Linked DNA regions of Danio rerio: region 1 is linked to region 2. The links are chromatin contacts, called in public Micro-C maps. All regions are on one chromosome and are shown on one strand. The core of a region is the stretch at or near the end of the contact, and the rest is flanking DNA. Distances in the headings are between cores, read along the strand shown. Region 1 holds the start of psmg2 (proteasome (prosome, macropain) assembly chaperone 2). Region 2 overlaps grhl2b (grainyhead-like transcription factor 2b).

What was found. A called contact is a pair of places that touch in the nucleus more often than the background predicts.
Region 1: a Micro-C map of caudal fin shows a contact between it and region 2, with 6 times the contacts expected there. The contact joins the promoter of psmg2 here to the enhancer-like site in region 2. A contact is called at or near these places in 3 of 18 Hi-C or Micro-C datasets (caudal fin, embryo and hematopoietic stem cells).

The regions. Positions count from the first base shown.
Region 1 is chr19:13,452,209-13,457,370 of GRCz12tu, forward strand. psmg2 (proteasome (prosome, macropain) assembly chaperone 2) reads left to right here and starts at 2,567. Exons shown (of 7, transcript NM_213032.1): 1 at 2,567-2,706; 2 at 3,095-3,266; 3 at 4,655-4,713. The coding sequence starts at 2,650.
Region 2 is chr19:13,375,799-13,381,351 of GRCz12tu, forward strand. It overlaps grhl2b (grainyhead-like transcription factor 2b), which reads left to right. Exons shown (of 15, transcript NM_001083072.1): 9 at 1,871-1,928. Among named protein-coding and RNA genes, the nearest start is that of grhl2b, 36 kb to the left of the region's middle. Within about 2 kb of position 1,398, at least 4 of the 62 cell types and tissues checked have an H3K27ac peak or open chromatin away from gene starts, as enhancers often do. A contact at or near this core is called in caudal fin, where this site is marked.

The DNA of each region.
Region 1 (5,162 bases), core at 1,317-3,816, 78 kb after region 2:
ATAATGATGATGATTACAGAGACATGGTAATATGAGGCTGTCAATCAAATTGGTGAGTGGGGAAACTGCACTGCTACGTCACGTTGCGGTGGACCTCAAAATGAAAAGGATTTGGATCCGATTTTAACGTTAGGAAATAAAAAAAGAGACTTATTGTCTTTATATCACCCCAATATGACTGTGGACACATTAAACGCACACAAAGTTCTGTCCAAACAGCTTACAAAAGAGGATTTTCATCATAGGTGCCCTTTAAGCTTTTGGATGAACAAAACTTCTCTTATTTTATAATACTTTTTGTGCCATTATTTGTGGTCAAAAAAGCATCAATGTTTGGATGTCAAATGAACGTCAAGATTTTGACATCAAATCGATTTGCATTTTTTATGTTGTTTTTTGACATCAAGGTGGCTGCATGGTTACTGTAGTATATACACATGAACATATTCAATACTGAATCCACAGATTGGCTCCTGTTAGTATTAAAAGTGCATTCAAAGAATAAGATGTTGTAAGTGTTGGTGAAGTGTTGACGTTGTTAGTGTTTTGCCTAGTAGCTATTATATTTTACAAGTGCACTAAATACTTTATGAAAGCCTGAAACTGATGACAGAAATGATTTCTTATTGATATCTGTGAAACACCATATTTCTGAATAATCCTGGAAAAAATACACATCGCCGTATCTTTATTGCGTTTGATTACCATATTCACCCTGATTTATCTCAAGTTTACTGAAATGGAGTTTTCACACATTTGTTTTAGAATAATTATCTATAATACCTTGCTCCTGTCACCTAAGAAGTGGAAGCCGAAGTGACAATCCACACAGGCTTCCTAAATGGACAGAAGATTGGAAAAAAGTTCAGTAATTGAACTATTCAACATTAAAGCGTTAATTTTAAGTTCTGTCATCATTCATTCACCCTTCAGTTTGACCAAACCTATTTGGGTTTCTTTCTTTGGTTGAACACAATGGATTGTGAACCTCTCAACCATGGTAGTTGTTTTTTCTACAAATAAAGTCAACAGGTTACAGGTTTTCGGATTTCTTTAAAATATATTCATTAGTGTTCAGCAGACGAAAGAAAATCATTAAGGTTTTGAACTACTTGGGGTGAGTACATTTATATTTTCTTGTGTGAACAACATGTGTTTTAAAGATATTTCAAGATTGCATTAGGGCACAGAAAAAGCTCATTTGTAACTGATGAAGAGAAATGAAGAATGAGTTTACTGAATTATTAATACAACAAAGACTAAAGTATTATTTTACTTTCCATCATCCATTTTCTGTACCTGAATACTGTTTGACTCTCTGGTTTTTGCTTTGCTTTATTGTCTTTATTTGCTTTCAATTTGTTTATTTTTTATACAATGTTCACACCCCCAAAAAAAAAAATCTGAATGATTTCCTTCAAAATAGAGCTATTCAATCCATCTGGTGAAATTATATTCATATCACAATATATATTGTATAAAAACAAAATATCGCAATGTCAGATTTTTCTAATATCATGCAGCCCTACAAGGATCCATCTTGTCTTGTTAATATCAATTGTTCAGGCTGCTGGTCTTGTTTTTTATATTTTATTTTTACATTCTTGGGTCCCAACTAAGGCATAATTTAAGCCTACTTCTGTTGCTCACAAGTAATTTTTTTTTCAATTTATTACCACAGTGTTCCCATTGTTTGATAGCTTACTTACAAAGCTCAAATCATCTCAGTCTGTGTTTCTTGAACATGACAGTGATTATTTTATCCTCAAACGGCCTCCACAGTCACCAGTTTCTAATCCAATAGAGCTGCATTTGGCTGTACTGGAACGACAGATTAATATATAGATGAACAACTGACAAAGCTGCAGTAAATGAGAGAGAGAGTATCATGTCCATTTTGAGCAAAATGCTAAATTTCCAATTCCTTGTCGAATATGAAGGAAAAAAAGCGGCTCTGAACGCAAGAGGTGCAACTCTCACAAGCAAGAGGCCGGTGAGATTTTTAGCGTCTAGCGCCATCTTTTGATCATCCATGTAAACAACCGATAAACTACAGTAAGTTGTACGTTTTAAAATATAATTTTAGTATAGCTGTATTATTTAGACTAATGATATCGAGTTGAAAATAAAATCAAAAGTAAAGTCTTTCACATCAGATTCACTTATTGAAACAATGTTTACATTAATTTATCAATTTACATTTAACAATTATATATATATATATATATATATATATATATATATATATATATATATATATATATATCAACACTATCATCGCAATTAATATAATCAAAGAGCATAGACGTTTTGTTATAATTAGTTTAAAGACTTTTATTTTGACATGTTAAAATGTTTTTTTTTATCGCAAAGATTATTATAACGGCAAAATTAAGATATATTAACGTCAGATCAAGAGTAAGATATCTTTAAATGTGCCCTTTTTTCTTCCAAAAAATATTTAACTTACACGTCGCAAATAATTCCTTTAGGTTTTTTTTTACTCAGGCATCAGGGCGTCCTGAGAGAATGACGCAGTATTGTTAGGTCCTTTTTTCACAGCGCAGGAAATTGAAAGTAAAAATCAGTACTGGTCCACTTAAACTCGTACACATTTCACTGCGAAATCAGTTATAAACAGTTTTTAAAATGTTCATTTCATCGGGGGATGCCGTTCCTTCTTTTAAAGGCTTTACTTTGATACTGGTAAGTATTTGAGCTTCATCATCATGACACATGCGGGTTTCTGTAAGCTGCAGTTATCAAACACTGAGCATTTAGGTACAGTTGGTTTTATACTCGCACAACAGTTCTGTGACAACTTGTGACACGGTCCTGGTATTGTTTACCATGCTACTTTCAAAATTTGGTCAGGAATGCATGCACGTATGACTTTAAAACAACAACAGCACTGTTTGATTAACAATGTTTAATAGTATTTGGCTACTAACGTTATTAATATGATTTCCCTATTTATATTTTGCAAAAAAAAAAAAAAAAACTTTTCTGAAAATATAATGCTAAGGAAAAAGTCTCAATGTGAGACCCCAATACACGGAGCTCCATATGACAGTTATTCCTCATATTCTCACAGCCTGCAGTATCTGTTGGAAATGTGGGCCAGCTCGCCGTGGATCTGCTCATCTCAACGCTAAATATGCCCAGAGTGGGATATTTCCACACAGACTGTCTCATTCCTATGGCTGGAAACAACCCATACGCTTCATCCACTGAAGATGCTGCTCAGCTCAGCACCAGCGCAGAAGGTAATGGATGGCTATTAGACCTTTACAGTACACATGAAATCAAAACTAACCATATTGATTTTGTTAGCTCACACTGCTAGTTTTGTGGTGAACAATACATCTGCGCATGTCATTAAGAAAAAATGTTTGCCCTTAGCTTTAATTAAAAGCTAAAAAAATGCCCTTCCTGTTTGCTTCCAGTTAAATTCTCAGATTACATCTGTCTGAGGTATTGGGTGGGGCTAACATGCTTAACCACGCCCCTCCAACTGTCAGTTTTGACCATACTATGACAACAAACAGAAAAGTTGATTTGGCTGAGTATTACAGGGTGTTCACGGAGTCTTAAAAAGTATTAAAAGTTGATAAATCAATGTAGAGAAATTTAAGGCACTTAAAAAGTCTTAAATGCTTTTAGGTATTAAATTTGATTGAATTTTTGATTATGCGATGTGTGGTTGTATGCTAAAGTTTGCCTGAAGTAAATCTGCAAATATCAGGATGCTGTTTAGTTTATTAAATCAATTAAATCTTGCTAGATTTGACGTCACTCTGCTTTGTTTACTGCAGTAACCAAGACAACACCGTTATTTCTGCAGTTCTTTAGGTGCCAACCTGCTAAATCACTAGATTTAATAGATTTTTATTCAGGATATGAATAATGTTTTAGTCTGGATTAGTTTCTTACATTAATATTTAGGATACATTAATATTTCGTTTATATAATGTAAGTTAAAATCTCGCTAGTGTTTCCGGTTAAAACCTATAATGATAAAAATGTTATAAAATATATGGAAAGTCTTAAAAAGGTCTTAAAAGCCATTGAATTTCAATCCCTGATTCCTGTATATACTCTGTTTTAGGTTATAATATCTCTCCGGAAACTTTTTTCTCAATCATTCTATATGAAATGCCTACTTTACTACATCCATTCAGATCGCAGTATAAAAAAACAAGCCACGCCTACTGTTTTCTCATTTACTATTTTATTTCTCTAGGAGCTGTGTCATAATACAAAAAAAAAATGTTCGTAGCTTCCAGTTCTTGCAAACTTTTAAGTGAAAATTCTGCTGCCGATTACTCATCTTCCTGTTGTTCCAAAACTGTTTGAGATTCTTTCTTCTGATGAACACAAAAGATGTTTTGAAAAATGATGAAATCCGGTAACCAATGACTTCCATAGTGTTTGCGTTTCCTACAATGGATGTCAGTGGTTACCGGTTTCTTTCTTTGTGGTCATCATAAGAAAGAAACTCAAACAATGATAAAGATGAGTAAATGATGACATACCATTCATTTTTGGTGAACTTTTTTATCTTTAACTTGTAACCCAAATCCATGAGTATAAGCCGGTGTGCTTACTCAAACAGATGTTGCATGAGTGATGTTGTGAATTTGTTTTTGTGCAGTGTATTCTCACAGGGACTTAAAACTGGCTGTGCTGCAGATAAGGGCGCCCATCATCCAGGTTAGTGGTGTATGTTAATGCAACAAGTGTACAGGTGCAATTAAAGGCACAATATGTATGATTTTTGTTTATTAAAATAAAGGCGTGCTATCTATTTTGATCAAGATTAATACTTCAATTATCACAAAGAACTTTTAGAAGAATGTTCAAATTAAAAAAAAAACAAGCAATTTGAACTATTGTGACAAACCGTGTCATGTGTTGCCATGTGAATTACAACACGCACCCTCGATTTCTGGTTTGCTTTTATAGAAAACAGAAATAGCAAAGATGCTCTAATATGTCGTGCCTTTTATTAGACTGCAAGAAGCAGCACTTTATCAGAATCTTAAGATGTATTTCGTATGAAAAACAGCATTGCTGCTTACTCATTTGATCATGACTGGATGAACTGGAAGCGGTAGACTGTGGTATAATAAAAGCTCTGTTGTCTTTATGCTGTATCATTC
Region 2 (5,553 bases), core at 148-2,647:
GTATCCGGAGTCTTAAAAAGTCTTAAAATGTCTTAAATTTTAAAAACAAAATTTTAGTTTCTAAAGATTTTGTGTCTTAAATCATTTTTCAACAGGTCTTAATTTTCCTCTGCCCAAGTAAAGCTACACAATCAGGCCAACATTCATCCAATCACCAACAATCTATCCTAATCCATCCTTCTTAAAAATATTTAAGTTTCTATTTAAGTTTTTCATTGCAAAGAGATACAATTTACAATAGCTGTTCGAATTATTTTACAGCAATCCCTCCAAATAACTCTCTAAATCCCAGGGAAAGAAATCTAAAAACAGTTACACAGTTTGTCATTATAATAACAGAGCAATATATCCTTTTATGTTATATTCCATTCATACAAAACTCTTTACAAAAGCAAGGGAAAGTAGACATTATATTTATAAATAGGCATGAAACTTTAGGATTTATTACAGAAAAATCATTCGGTTGAACAAAAGTCATACTCAATCAATTTGAGCCAAAAACCAACAAATATTTACTTTTGATTATTTATGTAATTCCCTCTACAATAAATATACTTTTACCAATGTTAAACTTGTCATTTTTTTTTGTCAAACAGAAATATTATGTTGAAAAGAGAGAATACAACTAGAGTTTTCATGTTTTGACACATTAAAGTATGTTGCTAAGAAATAATTGCATTTGTTGACAAGACAAAAAAAAATAAAAAATCCATTGGCCTAACCGGGCCATTAGAAATAATCTTTTGAGTTTAGCCCTTTATAAGTCTAAAATGTAATTCGTAATGGACTTAAAAGGGTCTTAAAAAGTCTTATATTTGACTTGATGAAATTTGCCGAAACCCTCTTTAAATCACCAATAAGTTTGTTACAGTATTTGTGACAAGCACTAAACTCTAAATTAATTTGATACTTAATAGTTACTAGTCGGTATAATTGCCTTGGATTTAGTGCATCTTGATCTTTTACCAACATTACAATATTATGTACAAAATGATCTACAATATCTCAGTAGTTTAACAATACTGAACTTTTTTTGTTGCCTTTGGAAGCTTTAAGCAGGATGTTTGTGTGCAGTCAATGATTTTTCTCTCTGTTGATAGAATATGGTGGCTGCATATTCTATCTATAGCTTTTTAATGTGATATATGTGTAGTTTGAAGGCAGAGAAATGCATATATAATTTAAACGTAATGTGCGGTAATGTGTTTTGGAGGACTATTTGTGATCTGATCACTGCAAACACATTCATACCTAATAAAACTGCTTTTCGTTGCATTGTACTTGTACATGTGTAATGACAATAAAGTTGAATCTAATCTAAAACCTGGCTGTATTCCAGTGTAAGGGTGTGTATGTGGAAACAGTCATGGAGAACTGTTATGATAGAAACAATAATGCAGTTCCCTTGAGATATTTCCATTGGCTGTTGGATTATTTTGGAGAAATAAGATATATAAGGAACTGTAACGTCCATTTTGTTCACATAATCAAATGATTAAAAAAAATGGTTTTAAATATATTCCAAAAATGAGATAACTTCTTGAATTTGTGTTAAACACAGACCTTATTTTGTCAGTTCAATCAAAATCCCATTCACAAAATCCATTAACTTGAGGACAGTGAAACCAAATGAAACTCATTTTGGCCTGGAAAAACATGTCATTCCTCAGCACTCCATATGCTTCATCACCTATATAATACACAGTGCAGTAATCTACAGCTTTACTGGGTCAGGTGAATTCATTTAGACGTCATTGTGTGCTCTTGGTCTGAATCTCCATGACTCTAGCGCCACCTTGTGGTCATTACAGACATGCTAGTGTTTCTAATTTCTCTTTTCTGTATGCCTTTCTGTCATTCTGTGGCTCAGGGAGCGGAGAGGAAGATCAGAGATGAGGAGAGGAAACAAAACCGCAAGAAGACAAAAGGTGTGAAGCACATTTCCTGTTCATAAACATAAGCTTTAAAGAACACACAATGTGATTTCCTGTTTTGACATATTTCCAATTAAATGATCGGCTATCATTTGAAATAATCAAGCAGCTTATATTTTACATGTTTGCGGGAGTTAGTAACATGATTGGGTAGAAGCTTTTGTATTTCTGGATGAGTCACCATAATTATTATCACTATGTTCAACTGACATCATATCTTCAGGAAAGAAAGGACGCAATTGGACAATTATGGTCTGAAAAGTATGTGACAAAATAAGTGTAATCAAGAGGCTTTAGTTACATCACAGCTGTACTTTATCAATTTGTGGCTATTAGTAACATACGATTGGACTGAAGCTTGTGGGGTGCAGGATGAGTCACCATTGTTATCATTAATTTGTCCAACTGACATCTTCTTATCAGGAAAGAAAGGAGACAATTTGGACAATTACAGACCCCAAAAATACGTAACAAAAGTTTAATTAAGAGGCTTCAGTTAGTTTGGATGGAAAAATCTGATGAGATTCTTTAGTCATAAACAGTCAGGATTACGAATGGGTATAGAAAGTCTGGGCTTTTGTTGGAGACAATGTGGAACCTCAATGGCTAATCATTATCACATTTTTTTGAGTTCGCCCCAAAATACAGATTTTTTTGGTGTGAAATAGCTATTGAAATTAAAAAGATAACTGGAGAAGAATTGGATTATTCATTCATTTCATCATATCTTGAAATGAGAGAATTTGTTCGAGCCTATGAGAAATAATAACACAACTGGAAATTAATTGTAAAGGAGATACACTTTATGGAGACACTCATGTTTAACTTAAGACTTGACACAAAAAAGTGTGACACCTTGGGAAAAAGTATGACATTGCTAGGGCGACACGGTGGCTCAGTGGGTAGTGCTGTCACCTTACAGCTAGAGGGTTGCTGGTTCAAGCCCCAGCTGGGTCAGTTGGCATTTCTGTATGGAGATTGAATGTTCTCCCTGTATTGGGTTTTCTCCGGGTGTTCTGGTATCTACCTGCCGAAACCCTCTTTAAATCACCAATAAGTTTGTTACAGTATTTGTTACAAGCACTAAACTCTAAATTAATTTGATACTTAATAGTTACTAGTAGGTGTAATTGCCTTGGATTTAGTGCATCTTGACATGCTACCAACACTACAATATTATGTACAATATTATCTACAATATCTCAGTAGTTTAACAATACTAAACTTTTTTTGTTGCCTTTGGAAGCTTTAAGCAGGATGTTTGTGTGCAGTCAATGATTTTCCCTCTGGTGGCTGCAAGAATGGATATTTGAAAAAACAACAGTGTACAATATACAGCTTTTTGATTTGATATATGTGTAGTTTTAAGGCAGAGAAATGCATATATAATTTAAACGTAATGTGCCGTAATGTGTTTTGGAGGACTATTTGTGATCTGATCACTGAACACATTCATACCTGATCAAACCTGGCTGTATTCCAGTGTAAGGGTGTGTATGTGGAAACAGTCATGAAAAGACAAAGACATGTACTGTCGATGAATTGGGTAAGCTAAATTGTCCGTAGGTTATGTGTATATGTCCTAGTCCTTCAGGTTGTGGGTTTGAGCATAGGGCTAATAATTCATCTTATAAAAACTAGTTACTCGCAGCTAAACATCAACTTCCATATAAATGGCCCTGGGAATAAGTATGTAAGTATGGCATTTCAAATAATATACATCAAATGTATTTTGATTTGATACTGTAATCAAACCCTATGACATAGGTGTCCAAACTCAGGCCACAAAAAAAGAAACAAAGCGGTTATGTTTATTCATTTCGCAATATATGTATCGCGGCCCAAGATTTGATGTAGCTAAAGTCTCTTTATTATTTAAGAAAGAGAAGATGAAAAGAAGGAATAAAGAAACATAAAGGGAACAAAGCGATTTATTAGAGGGCAGGGGTGTTCAAACTCGGTCCATGAGGGTCGGTGTCCTGGAGAGTTTAGCTCCAACCTTAATCAAGCACACCTGAAGCAGCTAATCAAGCTCTTACTAGATAGACTAGAAGCTTCCTGACAGGTGTGTTGAAGCAAGTTGGAGCTAAACTCAGGATACTGGCCCTCCAGGACCAAGTTTGGACACCCCTGCCCTCTGATAAATTGCTTTGTTCCCTTTTTTGTTTCTTTATTCCTTCTTTTTTTTCCTTTTGGGCCGCAATACATATATTGCGAAATGAATATCATTTGACCAGATGATTTGAATTATTATTTGGAAAGATTTTATTAATTTAGATTATTGATCTAATATTGTGATATTTTATTTTTCTGCGATAAATATTGCGATATAAATACAGTTTCAGACGATAATTTGAATAGCTTTGTTTGACGGTTTTCTGGGGAGTCTACCAGTTTTATGTTGAGAAATTAAATAATCACAATGCAACAAAAGCTTTTCTTACTTTATTTTGTCTTGTTTCTAGTCTGAATATCAAAAACATTCTGAGAGCAAGTAAAAATATTGTTTCGTTTTAAAAAAAATAAAGTGTTTTTTTTTTGTTTTTTTTTTGCTTGTTTTAAGGAAATTATCTGCCAGTGGGTTAAGCGTAATATTCTTTTTCAAGTTTTTGCTCTGAAATGTAGATGTTTGGACTAGAAACAAGACAAATACTCTAGAAATGTTTTTTTTTTTTTGGCATAAATCATTCATTCATTCATTTTCTTTTCGGCTTAGTCCCTTTATTAATCTGGGGTCACGACAGTGGAATGAACCATCAACTTTTGCAGCACATGTTTTAAGCAGCGGATGTCGTTCAAGATGCAAGCCATAACTGGGAAACATCCATACACACTCATTCACACACATACACTAAAGACAATTTAGCCTACCCAATTTACCTGTACCGCATGTCTTTGGACTGTGGGGGAAACTGGAGCACCCAGAGGAAACCCACATGAACACGGGGAGAACATGCAAACTCCACACAGAAACGCCAACTGACCCAGTCGTGGCTCAAGCCAGCGACCTTTTTGTTGTGAGGTGGTCGTGCTACTCACTGCGCCACAGTGCAGCCTGCAGAAATCATATAAAGTCTATATAAATAGAGTGATTAAATACATTTCTGTAGCTTCTGGGCAATTATAATTCAGACTGGACATTGCATATCTTTGCGATGTGACTATTGCGGATACACACGTTGTGCAAATTCTACTAATTTAGATCGACTTACATGATCAAGTCTTTTTTTGTGCAGTGTGTCTGCATGAATTGTGAAAAATTATTCATTCATTCATTTTCTTGTTGGCTTAGTCCCTTTATTAACCCGGGGTCGCCACAGTGGAATGAACTCATCCAGCACGTTTTTACACAGCAGATGCCCTTCCAGCCGCAACCCATACCTGGGAAACATTCACACAATGGACAATTTAGCCTACCCAATTCACTGTAGGGGAAACCGGAGAACCCGGAGGAAACCCACACGAACGCAGGGAGAACATGCAAACTCCTCACAGAAATGCCATCTGAGGTTTGAACCAGCGACTTTCTTGTTGTGAGGCAACAGCACTACCTACTGCGCCACTGCGTAGCCTGTGAAAGAAAATAAATAAATAAATAAATAAATAGATAAATAAATAA